2 separate regions of the Gossypium hirsutum genome follow, and region 2 is linked to region 1. The links are chromatin contacts, called in public Hi-C maps. All regions are on one chromosome and are shown on one strand. Each heading gives the region's core, a stretch centred on a gene start, on an enhancer-like site or on the middle of the called end of the contact. The rest is flanking DNA. Distances are from core to core; before and after follow the strand shown. Region 1 holds the start of LOC107886601 (MLP-like protein 423). Region 2 holds the start of LOC107886596 (protein ALTERED XYLOGLUCAN 4).

What was found. Hi-C and Micro-C count contacts between places; a contact is called where the count stands out from the background.
Region 2: a contact with region 1 is called in a Hi-C map of leaf, with 1.9 times the contacts expected there. The contact joins the promoter of LOC107886596 here to the promoter of LOC107886601 in region 1. A contact is called at or near these places in 4 of 34 Hi-C or Micro-C datasets (callus, hypocotyl and leaf).

Annotation. Positions count from the first base shown.
Region 1 is chrA03:100,384,704-100,391,305 of Gossypium_hirsutum_v2.1, reverse strand. It overlaps LOC107886601 (MLP-like protein 423), which reads left to right and starts at 1,276. Exons shown (of 2, transcript XM_016810618.2): 1 at 1,276-1,604; 2 at 1,735-2,238. The coding sequence starts at 1,418. The coding sequence ends at 2,009. LOC107886599 (WAT1-related protein At1g70260) reads right to left here and starts at 5,394. Exons shown (of 7, transcript XM_016810616.2): 1 at 4,872-5,394; 2 at 4,695-4,757; 3 at 4,465-4,581; 4 at 3,510-3,762; 5 at 3,241-3,399; 6 at 2,974-3,125; 7 at 2,341-2,899. The coding sequence starts at 5,080. The coding sequence ends at 2,740.
Region 2 is chrA03:100,581,097-100,588,650 of Gossypium_hirsutum_v2.1, reverse strand. It overlaps LOC107886596 (protein ALTERED XYLOGLUCAN 4), which reads left to right and starts at 4,927. Exons shown (of 2, transcript XM_016810614.2): 1 at 4,927-5,415; 2 at 5,543-6,750. The coding sequence starts at 5,187. The coding sequence ends at 6,645.

The DNA of each region.
Region 1 (6,602 bases), core at 27-2,526:
TTCCAACATCATTACCATACTTTCCTTTTTTTTCAACCTCGTTGATATCTTATATCAACACATATAAATTCAATCTGACTATAATGCACGTAATAAAAACTACTCCTTAATTTAGCGACTAATTGATTATGCGCCAACCTCTTTGGCATGCAGTTCAATTCACTTAAATTTTCCCCCAACTTTGATTTCTTGTTCAATCATTTTGTCCCATCTAAAAGGAAAATCACTTCATCTTCGAGAAGCCCTGAGAGCTAATGAATCTTTCTCGCTACTACAACTGAATTAGCTAAAAACCAAAAGCACTGTTAGCATTGTTAAATAATAATTCACTAAGATTTATAATTTCATATATATACTCTCTTTAGCCAAGTAATTCATCATATTAAAAATAAATTTTAATTTTAATTTTAAAATTTTCTAACGAAATGAATAATCTAATTAAATACTAATATATATATATATATATATATATTTATATTTGAAGTTACAACTAATAAATCATGAACTAAAAGATCTAACAAATTATATCAATCATCATAAATAAAATTAAATCATTACAAGTATTAAATTGATAGCTTATGTAAAAGTAATTCAACTCAATTAATTAATTAATCCATACATAATTTCGAGACTTAAATTTAAAAATTTAAAATTCTAAAATAAATAATAATAAAGTTTCATTAATAATAATTTATATTTTTATACCTTGTTTTTTAATAATAACTTATATATTACTTTCTTGTTAGATTAATAAATGTATACATTGCCTCAAGTAATTAATTTGTTCATCTTTGAATCAAATCTAGTAGGATGGTCCACCTACAACATTGAATAATTAATTTAAATTTATCAAATGTTAAGCCGTGTTTTGTATTAAAGTTCGTTTGGTTTGTTTCATCTATTTAAACATGTTATTAAAATATATTCTAAAATAATTTTTATTTATAAAATTGGCTTATTAGAAAAGTCTATCCAAAAGACTTGCATTCATCATTAGCCAGTTTTATTAATAAAAATATTTGTAATTATAAAATATATTATATGTTTGCATTCTTATTAGCATGTTTTGTTTTAAAATAGAAAATTATATTTTCAAATACATTTTATTGCTTTTTTGGGTTAACCCGTTGAAATGACATATTTTACACTACGATCCATTAGTTATTGCTTCACCTACTAGCTTTGAAATTGCATCAGTGAACGCCACAAATAATGGGCCCCGACCAACTCCCTCGCTAGGTGCGTGCTTGTGCCTCCGGATGGGCAGTTGAAGCTGTACCAAAGATATTTAATGCGACATTTAGAAACCACTTATCTCTTCTGCTACTATATATACACATCTATGCTACGAGGTGTATGTCAACAATCTTTCTGCCTTTTTCTCCCTTTTAGCATATAGACAATAGCAAATACAGCAATGGCTTCCAGTGGGCAGCTTCATGTGGATTTCGAGCTCAAGTCTCCTGCAGAAAAAGTGTGGGGAACCATTAGGGACTCCACCACGATTTTCCCTCAAGCCTTGTCCCATGATTACAAGAGCATTCAAGTGCTAGAAGGCGATGGCAAGGCCCCTGGATCTGTTCGTCTTATTAACTATGCCGAAGGTAACTAAAACTGTAACTTAAATTGCCAATTTAAATGCAGTACGAGGCATTCATTGATGCAAATGTACCTAAGGGTCGGACTTCAAATTCTTTTTTTTTTTTTTTTGCATTTTTGTTTGATTCATGGTAGGGTCTCCAATCGTTAAGGTATCAAAAGAGAGAATCGAATCAGTGGATGAAGCTGAGAAGAAATATGTTTACAGCATCATTGATGGGGATCTCCTGAAATACTACAAGACTTTCATTGGCAAGATCATTGTGGTTCCCAAGGGAGAGTCGAGCTTGGTTAAATGGTCCTGTGAGTTTGAGAAGGCAAGTGAAGAGATCCCTGATCCAAGCGTCATTAAGGAATTTGCAGTGAAGAACTTTAAGGAGATCGATGACTATCTTCACGGTAAGGCTTAGAGAGGCCAGGCCATGCCATGCCATGCCATGCATGATCCTAGCCCTGTTTAATGGATTCTCTCATGTTTTCTTAGTAATAAAATAACATGCAAGGATCCCACTTCAGAATATTTGTCTAGGATCCATCCTTAATTAGTTCATCTTGTTGAGTGGTGACTTCTTGCTGCAAAGTAATCCTGTTGCTTTGTATTTTCAATATTAATTTATGTATTGCCATGGGTTTTCTTAATTTCCTCTATATTGTCTTGTCAGTGAACTTATGTTGCGCTCTGGATTCAAAAAGGTAAAAGGAAAAAAAATGCAGCAAACAAGAGATAATTACATGAGCAAGTAAACAAATTAAAGAAACCTTCAAACAAACACCATAGCTGTTTTAAACACTCCAATACATAAATACAACATATACGATTTTTGTCATTTTTTTCACTGTTTTTTATTCACACAGAAACCACATATGACAGAGTCATTTAAAACTTAAGAATCTGTCCTCGAACCTCCAACAAGTAGGGGGGAAAACACAGCAAGAAGATTTACATTTTACAGTGAAAGGCCATCCTATCAAATGTATGTACATGTAATAGAAGGGGCTTCTACAAAATCACAGCACCTTCTGGTTTGACAGGCCAGGCCTCTTGCTGTTGAATCCTTCTTTTTTTTGACAGAAAAAAAGGGACACTTTCCACTTGATTTTTTAATTCAATAATAGTTGTAGAGGTTGCTTGGCCTGGCTCTAGACTTGGGCATCTTCGTTTTCCTGCAACAGAGGGGCCTTGAGGTCTGGAATATCACTCACTGTTCCAACTTCACGCTCTTTACGAAGTTCCTCTTCCCTGATTTGTCCAAACATCACAGCATAATATCCCGTTCCTACTATTATTGTACCTATCACACTGTACAACCTTTTTGTGTCAACAACATATAAAGATTTGAAAGGTAAGAGAAAAGGGAGAAAGATTTTAATTACCTTCCATAATGAAGACTGTTTGTAAAGAAAGAGGTTCCGAAAACTGTTGCAAAGACTACCCCAAAGGGCTTGAACATAGGCACATAAAAAGGGCCTTTCATTCTCGTACATGCTAAATGAACGTTGCTACGGATAATACTCCCAAATACTCCCTATAACCATCATTATGGAATCTATTAGTCACTAATTTTCTTTAACTTGTAATGTTTGGTGTTAGCTAAATTTCACTTTTTTTTTCTTTATTTTTTTTTTGGGGGGGGGTCTTACTGTCACAATAATGAGTAGGAGATCCGGCTTGCGTTTCAGTTTCCATGCATCTAGATCTCCTTCCATGATCAAAGAAAAAACAAGGCACTGGATAGTCCCAACTAAGCTATAAGACGAGGCCACTTTCATCACTTGTGGATATTGTTTGACGGTTCCCATCTGACAAACAAAAAAGTTTTATTGTTTTTGAATGATAAAAGGAGGACAAGGTTTCAAGACACAAAAACCAAATACTGAGCTTAGTTTATTTGTGGACCAAAACCTTGTACCTGAACAATATTCCATACTGAAATCGACAAGGTAGCAGCCGCAAGCAAAATACCCCCAAGAACCCAACGATCTGGCGTCGAGTAGAAAACAAAAAGTTTTGGTATAACTTGAAGGTGGTGGTCAAGTGAAACAGGTGATGGTCGTGTAAACGGGCCTTTGTATAGTTCTACAAAAATTGCACCTGCAATTGATATAAAAGTTCCAATCATTTTGGCTTGGCTGCTTGTGCTTCTCCAATCCAGCCTTACCGTCCTGTGATAATTATGAAATTTCAGCCAACGCTGAATAAGATGTTCCAATAGACAGTGTTTCTTTTTTCCTAAGCATCCCACCACAATGATTTTGACCTTCCTTCAACTGATATTTATTTTCTTTATTTACAATATTTGAAATTTAGGAGTTACTAACGATTGAGTCCAATGGGCCGTGGTCTTAACTTCCTCTACTCTTTAAATTGTATAATGGAAGTGATAGGTTATTTCGTTTATCAATTATTAGATTTAAGGTAATCACATTTGGATATATCTATAAAAAAAATCATATAAAAAGTAAATGATAATTTTATTATATGCATCTTTTTTATTTTATATAAAATATAAAATGAAAAATATATTCTCATAACTATATTTGTTATTTTATAAAAAAATTTTAATAATTTTTCAGCTTAATTAAAACGCGATGAATAAATAACACTAAGCTAAGTCACCGTATATATACCATTCAATATTCTAACTATATCATTATCATGAATCATGCATGGGTGAACCCGTAGATATCTGTATTTTGAACCAAAAAGAAAAAGGATCTAGATAACTGTTTTCCGTTTGTACTCGTCAACTTTGAATATTAAATATGTTTTCTCACTTCTTCTTCTTTTTAAAAAAAGAAACTGAAATCGACAAATTAAAACAAAAAGGAAAGAAAAATGGAGATGGTTGCGAGAAAGTTAAGAACCTGAGAATGATGGAAAGCAAGAAGGAAATGGTAGGCATCAAGAGGCCCATTGCGCATACAACGATTGGTGAACTGTAGCTTAACCCGAGAAACGCAAGGTTCTGAGAGATTGCAACCCTACAAATCAACACCAGGATATAAAAAAATAAAAATAAAAAATCAATCTTCACTTTGAAAATAGCTTTGACAGTTTGTAGCAGCAGGAACATTAGAAAAGAAGAGAAAACTACCCTGTTAAACCCATGAAAAAAATACGAAAGAGGAGTGGGAAGGTGAAGAGCGATTGTTCTATTCTGCAATTAATGATAAAGAAACAATGGTGAAGAAGTGGGTTAATTGAAAATAAAGCATATGCATACGTCCTGTAAAGATACATGTAGAGCCTAGAGAGGGAGACACAGACACACCTTTCCCCACGATGATAAAGGAAGGAAAAAGGGAGTAGGAGAATGGAGCCAACAGCATTGGTATACACCACAAAAACAAAAGGGTTGATCCCAGCCGTTAAGGCTGTTTTGGCCAATATCGTCAATGCTATGGTGCAACCCTCCATTATGAGCATCACCGCAAATGGTGCCACTTCACTCCTTCTCTCTCTCCTCGTCTCTGCAACCATCTTCTCTGGTTTGGTCGATAAATCAAAAACACAAAACAACGAGAGGTAATGAAGCCTAGCCTAGCCTCTCATAAAGTCAAGTTGCTCGCTTGTTCTTCTGGGACTGTGTGTGTGGCCTTGTGCTTGCGTGTGTGTGGGGATGCTATTTATAAAGAAAGAAAAGACTTTATTTTATGAGGAGAAGGCAACCATAGCCTCAGAGTAGCCCTTGGAATAAGGGTGAAGCTACTTTGGAAGTGAAAAAGCGACTCGGTTAAATAGTTATCTGATTCCACCTCCAACCAGAGGCGGAGTTGCTGACATACGCTTTCCTTTCTCTCATTTTTAAATTTTCTTTTCTATTTGTTTAAACTAAAAAAGTTGGCTATATGTTTTCTTCTAATTCGGCATCAATAATTATGTCACACCATTGGGAAAATAGTAATATTGTTAATGATGTATCAAATGCCAAAAAAATCTTTAAAATATAAATCTTTAGTTAACTACGGGCCATAATCTTAATTGTTTTTGATTTTATGGTTGAAGTTTATGGTCGACATTCACAATGGCCCTACCTTAAATGCATTATAATAAGCATACTGACCCATCCACATGCCTCAAGGGACCTAAACTTCTCAGCCAAATCTCTATGATTAATCCTACAGGCCGAGGCTGGTACTCTAGATTCTCATTACATAAATTGGAAGCCAGCAATCTTAAGTTTACATGGATTTAAATTTATGGCACAGGTGAAAAATAAATATTATTAAAATTCACATAAAACTTAATTATGATGGTAAATTTAATTATTTATTATGTATGATATTTCAAGTTAAAATATAATTTAATTCATATATAAAAATTATTTTAATAATTGCTTAGGAGGGTAAATAACAAAACAAACGATAAAAGAAGGCTAATAGAAGAAAATAATTAAATATATGTACTGATTTGCTACAACTCAAAATTTACGCAGAATTCAAGTTATTCATTAGCTTACAAATGCTTGATAAGGTCGTTTATTCTACTTTACTCACTAGCGAAGCGTCCGCGCTGCTATTTTAGATATTTTTTTTATCTGCCATGTTTTATATTAATGATTTTTTTTAATTCTAATTTTACAAAAAAAAAATTTATTTTAACTTTTTATCCTTTTTTTTAGTCCTTAAACTTGTAATTTTTTATTCAAGTCACTTTAAAATGAATGGAAAAGTTAATATTTGTTAACTTTGTTGACGTAGCATACACGTGAATTGCCACTTGAATAACATGTTAGCATTTAATTAATTTTTTAAAATTTTAAAAATTTTAAAAATTTATTTTTATAAAATTTATATATTTTTAATAATTTTAAAGATTTTTAAATTTAAAAATAAATTTTTGAATTTTTATGAATTTTTAAAATTTAAAAAGATTAATCAAATGTTGACGTGTCATCCACAAGTATGCTATATCAAGAAAGTTTAAAAAGTTAAATTTGTCATCCAGTTTGAGGTGAAAAGATAAAAAATTAAATTGATGACTAAAAAAAAATTAAATTGGA
Region 2 (7,554 bases), core at 3,678-6,177, 190 kb before region 1:
GATGAGATGATGGAGTAGCGTCTTGTTACTTGGGCTTCGCTACTGGGCCAGGTATAGGGTGTTACATTTGTGTAATTATTTTGGAAGGGACTAATGAGCTCATTTTCAAAATTAACAAGGATGCAATGGGTATTGTGTATTACCCGATTGCCGGGTCTGAGTTACAAGATGTCACATTCATTGTCGGAGAAAAATCTGTAAAAATACAGTAAATATATCAAATAAACAAACATTTATGACTTAAACACATTCATAATATGATTCACAACTAAATCCGAGCCTTAATCAAGCTTATGAAAGCTCTTTTGTTGACCCAAGCATGAATTCAGATCAACTTGTAAAGTTTTAAAAATTCAGTGTCAATGTCATGATGTTGCTAAATAGTTTATCACGTTGCGACATCCAACCTCTTGACGTCGGTACGTCACAAACTGTCGATTGATGATGCGACGATGAGAGTTGCTAGTCTCGATGTTGACTCCGTTTTTTGTAACCATTTGGTACTCATTCCATGTCAACCTAACTAATTTCACATTTGGAGCATAATTGTACACCTTTACCTACACAAGATCATGCCATAATACATACCAAAGACCTTACAACATCATTTTCAATTCAATCTATCCAACATGTCTTCATTTAAAAAAACAAAAAATATCAAATTTGCTTAATCAATTCAATATAATCATCAATGCATTTTCCATTTCTTACCATCACATATACTACATCATTTCATACTTGTTTTACCATTGAAATATCAAACACAAAGTTACACAAGTTACCAAAACATACACTATTGCATATATGAACTTTAGTTTTCCAAAATCAAACATTAACCGACGTTTAAACCAAACCATCATTCACAAGTAACACATAGATAAATACCTATGTACATGCCACATAATCGAACTTAAAACAACCAAAAGTTTATTGAATTGATAGCTAGAGAATGTGAGCTTTAAGGTGATCTGATCAATGAGTTCTGCAACCCAACAATCTACAAAAAAGGGAAAAACAATTGGTAAGCATTTCGAATGCTTCGTAAGTTCATAATAAATTAACTTAATTTACCGTGTCATTTTAACAATTCAAGTAATTGAAACACAAAGGCACATCACGACATATTCTAGGCATCCTTATTTTTATATATATTCATAAACCATTCCACAAGACAACTTGGAGGTTAGTACCTCACATAACAAGATCATGGTATTTAAATTCATATACATGTACAACCAAATTACTTTACATCATACTATTCAACCTTGTTCGATACTAAAACAAATAAATGAAGTTCACATTCAATCATTTCATTACCATTTAATTTTCATTTTCTATTCAGAGAACTATAATAATTTAAATTTGGATACAGGGGACTAATTTACCTCTACAATCTTAGAGCTTATTTACTTATAAACTTTATTCGATGTTGCTCACTCAAGCTATTGAGAATCCGCAACATGTGCTGGATCTCAACCATCAATAAAGAATAATTCGATTTGCTCACACAAGTTGTGGATTAGGGTTGCTTATATAGATTTTATTCGATGCTGCTCACTTAAGTTGTCGAGAATTCGCAACACATGTTGGATCTCAGCCGACGATAAAGAAATCTCTTACCAACACCCAATTTCATTTTTAACCTTAATGACATACCATTCATATCCTAATTGTTTATTAAGTTCAATCAGCGTCGTTACCAATTCTATATCATTACAAACCCTAAAATTGTATACTCACTTTTCACATTTTGAATAACAACCCATATACATTTTTAACCTTGTAACATCATCATACACATACTACTTAATCATATATCAATTTCACATTTAATCATCATCATGTATCTATTCATATTAGTCATTTATTTTATATTTACGATTTAGTCCCTTTGATGTCAAAAGACATTATTTACCTAACAATTTGAACTAAAAAGTAAAAAAGATATAATACAAACATAACATGAATTAATAAAGTAAGTCTCATATGAACTAACCTAACAAAAACATGTAAAACATCGAGGATTAATCTATAATTTTGTCTTTTCCTCCGATTGGTTCAAATCCTGATCTATACGATAAATCATTTCAATTTATCAATTCCAAATACCTTATATCATCATACTATATGTAGATGATAGTTCAATTTTTTAAATGCTCCCACAAGTTTTTTATTTTATTCAATTTAGTCCTTAAAATCAAAATTACTATAACTTTTTAATTTGAGTTTCGATTTCAAAACTGATCTCAATTTCATCCTTCTACAGATCTCCATTATCAATAATTACAGTAATTAAACATCAATTTTGAAATATTTACACTTTAGTCTCTATGTTCAAAACTAACAATTTTCACTTTACAATTTTGTTCATTTTCATATCTAAGTTTAAAATTTAACCATTTAACATCAATTTCATCAAGAACTCATCAATGACAACTTTTGAAAATTTTAACAATTTTACAAATTGGTACTGATTAGCTAAATCAAACTCTCAAAACCTCAAAAACATATAAATTACAATAAACAAATTAAATCGAACTTACCAATCAAAGGACTAAATGTTGAGCTTTAAAATAGTTTTTCTTCTTTCTTTCCTACGGGTTGAAAAGATGATGAAGAAAATAACCTTTTTTTTTAATCATTTCTTTAACGTATATAGTTTGATTAAATCTAGTTAACCTTAATTAATTTAACTAATTTTAATTAGCTTAATCTTAATAACAATTAACAAAAATTGGTGGATACTAGCTAATTCCCACCACCATTTGGCATATTTGTAAGGGTCCAAATTTTTAATTGGTCCTTTGATTAATTAAAAATCTATAGCAATTAATTTTACTATATTTATAATTTAGTCATTGTACCTTAATTAGTCACTAATTTAATAAAATTACCTATCTAAAATTTAATTTACTTATAAAATAAATTTAAATATTTAATATAAATATTTACGGGCTTGGTTTACGAAAACGATGTCTTGATACCTTGTTTTCCAATACCATTGACTTTAAGATTGTTACACTTGTACCTTTGTTAACTACCCAATTAACAAAAGTAAAGAACCAAACTCTAATTAAACTTTATACTAACCTCGTAAATATTACGAATATCAGAATTGAGGTTCCAAAACTATTGAAAATTGAGCTGTTACATATATTTGCACCAAATATTCGAATTAACAAAATATTCAAATTATAAAAATCAACTTAATCCAAACCCGAATAACCAAAACTACTTATTCAAATTAATTTAATAACTTGTACTTAAAATATGAAAAAAAATTTAAATTTATACGGCATCAAATTTTACACTATATAAATATTTTAGCCCTTGGAATAAACAAGCAAGTCTAGTAGCATTTACCTAAGACTCTTCGAGAGGAATCATCAACGAAACCAATGCATTGATGCATTTGCTCGACGACATCAATGGTTGAAGTGTTGAGGTTTGGGTATGAATTTATGAAGAGTCAAAAGTGAAAATCGAAAATCGAGAAATCAGATAAGCCGAGACTCATTATGCCCTCAATGGTGCTAATGATGTTCCATGAAAAGTCAAGGCTAGACATTCATATGTTGCTTGCCTCTTGTCCAAATTTCAAGTTTAATCATGCTTTTAGGGAAGAGAACAAAGCAATTGGTTAGCCAAGAGAAGTAAGAGCAATGCTTCCCTTCTAGATCGCTTGGTTTTCTCTCTTATTGTAGTGGTATTCAACTGATGAGTTGGATTAAAAATTAAATTAAATTATCAATTAATCAAAAATTTTAAAACACTTAATCGTTAGTCAGTCAAATAAAAATTTATTTAAAGTTTTGAATTAATCAAATATTTTATTCGAACAAGCTTATAACATTACAAAAACTACAACAGTGATTTTTATTTATTTGTTTGTTTTTAGTTTAAATAAAGTTTAAAGTGTATATTATAAAAAGTAATAAAATGTAATATAGTGAGTCAAAGTAAAAAAGAAAAGAAAATTACCATTTTAAAGTAATCAATAATTGAAGTTTGAGAATAACTTCTAATCAAGTTGTGACTGATGATTCACCGATTCGGTTGAATGGATTATAAATTTTAATTAATTCATTTATGGAATTGAAAATAAGTAATATATAATCCAATTCATGAAAAAGTAGTGGCAGTAGGTATACAAGATTCAATGCATCTAACTTTATCAGGAGGCGATTAGCACACGCCCCTTCAGCCTCTGGCAGACTTTTTCTTTTTCGTTTACGAACCTACTCAAAATTTTAATGTGTTTAAAAAGAATAAAAATTTAGACTCCAGTTTTATCTCAATTTAAATAAATCCAAAAAGTCAAAAATAATCTGCGTATATTTTAATTGAATTAATTTTTTAATAATAACTCGTTCTGGTCCAGGACCAGGTATGCATGATGGGTTTTAGGTGGGATGTGATGGAAGGAAAAAGGCATTCCTGTATGCTTTTTCTTAAGATCACGTTTATGGCTTGTGGTGTCACCGTCTATATCATATGCTTAATTAATCACCGCTTGCAATGTAAATACCATCACCAGTGGATTAGGTTGGAAAAAGTGTAATCTGAATCCCGTGAATTTTGAGATTTATTATGCCATCCAATTAAGAGAGCTTGCTATAAGTATATTGTTTTATCATTTCATTGATTTGAATGGTAAATACAAATCATTTAGCTCAAACAAGGAAAAAAAAAAAGACGACATTTGGCTGTTATTGCTATAGGCACAGGTATAGCCATGTTCCAGAATTTTTGTTTCTAGTTTTTACCCTTATAAACCAAATTATTTTGCCTTTTAATAGAAGGGTGATTTTGGATTTTTGACACTATTAATTAGGATAAACATGCTTGGTTGTTCATGAGGAACATGTTTAGTGTTTTTTTTTTATACAGAGATATAAGACAGAGAGACATGACAAAAGGTAAACAACAACCTCTCGCTAGCTGTATTATGTTGTCCAACTCACATTTATAATAATCGTAGATTAATAAGATTCTTTCGATGTCATTGGAACACCACCCCAGCCTCTGCATAAAGTCATAAGCTTCTTTTATTATTATAATTTCTCTCTCTCCCTTCCTCTCCGGCCGCTAGTTCAAGAACACTTTTGTGGCTTGACCTCCACAGTGGCCATAGCTTAGAGAAACCTAGAAAACACAGGTGAAGAGGTGGAGAGTGTGTGTAAAAAATGGGGGCAACAAGTCCACTCAAAGGCCAATCTCACTCTCGTTCACTCACCAGGAATTTGTTGCCCTATGTTCTTTATGCTCTCCTCCCCATAGCTGTTTTTCGCTTCTACTTTCACCCTTTTCCTTTCCCTCTATCCACCTCAGATCAGCTTCCTCACCCCAACCGCATCATCCTCACCACTTCTTCTTCTTCTTCTTCTTCACCTCCTCCTTCATCCTTCTCTAAAGGTACATAGAGTAAAACATAAAAGTTGTCAGACTTTTTTACCTTTTCTTGACTTATGTTCTTTTATTTTTAGTTGTTTTAAATATGGGTGTTATTATTAAACAAGTTTTTGTTTTTGCTTTTTTGCAGAAGAGGAAATAGCTAATGAAACTCCATGTAACTACACCTATGGCAGATGGGTACATGACAAGATGGGGCCTTTATACAATGGCACAACCTGTGGTACAATTAAGGAAGGTCAAAATTGCATCACACACGGGAGACCTGACTTGGGTTACCTTTACTGGAGATGGCAACCAAGCCAATGCAATCTCCCAAGGTTTGATCCCAACACTTTCTTCAACCTCCTTAGTAACAAGCATATAGCTTTTGTTGGTGACTCGATGGCTAGGAACCAATTGGAATCACTTCTTTGCATGCTAGCCACTGCCTCCTATCCTAACCTGGTTTACAAAACTGGGGAGGATAACAAGTTTCGTAGATGGCATTTTTCTTCTCATAACATTACTGTATCAGTTTATTGGTCACCATTTCTGGTTAAAGGTGTTGAGAAATCAAAAACTGGCCCAGATCATAATGAATTGTATGTAGATGTTGTTGATGAGAGGTGGGGATCTGATTTAGAGCATATAGATATGGTTGTACTCTCAATAGGGCATTGGTTTCTTCATCCAGCAGTGTATTATGAGGGTGGTTCGGTTTTAGGTTGCCATTACTGCCCTGGACTAAATCACACTGAGATTGGATTTTATGATGTGATGAGGAAGGCCATAAAGGCCGCACTTAAGGCAATAATTGAAAGGAAGTCTACTGATGGTAATGGAATTGATGTGTTTTTAACCTCTTTTTCACCTTCACATTTTGAAGGTGAATGGGATAAGGCTGGTGCTTGTCCCAAGACGAAGCCTTACGAGGAAGGAGAAAAGATGGTTGAAGGAATGGATGCAGATATGAGATCAATTGCCATTGAAGAAATGGAAGCTGCTAAGGTAAATGCTAAGCAATTCAAAGGATTGAGACTAGAGACATTGGATGTGACCAAATTATCATTAATGAGACCAGATGGTCATCCCGGGCCTTATATGTATCCATTTCCATTCGCTAATGGCATTCAAGAACATGTTCAGAACGACTGTGTACATTGGTGTCTTCCAGGTCCTATAGATACATGGAATCAGATAGTGTTAGAAGTTATTAGGAGATGGAGTGTTGTATCAAAGAGAGAGAAGTGAGGCAATACAGATAGCAGATTCTGGGTTTTGTTTTTCATTTTGCATTTCTGTTGTATTTGTTGGTGTATATTTCTTTCTCAAAACAAGCAATTTTGTTTGGGGTCATATCTTTCAGCTTCATTAGCAAGCAGAATGGGAAGATTGTGGTTAATGACTGAACTTACTACCCACCTAACACCCTCAAAATTTACTTTAGAAGATGAACCTTGTTGATGCGTCTATCTCTTTCAAATCAAAATTAAAAAAAAAGTACAGGCTTCTCTCTATTATGATAAGGATAGCTAAGTCCAAGGTATCCAAAGAAACTTACCTTTTTTACCTAAGCTTGAATAGGAAGAAAGGGGGACAAGGTTCTAACAAGTGGTTAAAGTTGGTGAAATGATTTCAGTATATCACCCACAGACACAAAAGTTAGGCTCCAAAAAGGCAAAGGGCTTTGCATTCGCATCATTAGTGTTTTTGCCCATCCCTTATTTTGGTTTTGGTCCTCACAGTAGTGCTTCCTGTCATGCGCACAAAGCAGACCAGGTAAAAAGGCAAAAGGTAGAAAACTTATTATGTACCAATAGAATTCCATTTCCTTCCTTTGCTTAATTTGATTCATTAATCATACTTATTATTCAAACCCAACTTATTTTCCTCTTCTCATTACCTCAATTAAGGATAGGTTCCTGATTGATCACAATTTTTTTTCTTTTTTGGTATAACCAAATATACAAGCATTTTTAAAAAAAAATTTAATGTATAATTATAATATTGCGACAACCAGACTTCTAATCTTCATTCAAATCTTTAAAAAGCTATTAACTCTTTTTTAAAAAAATAAATGTTTAATTAGATAAATTAATTTAGATGGTTAATTTTAGTTTAAAATAAATTAGACAAATATTTAATTACACAACCAGAAAT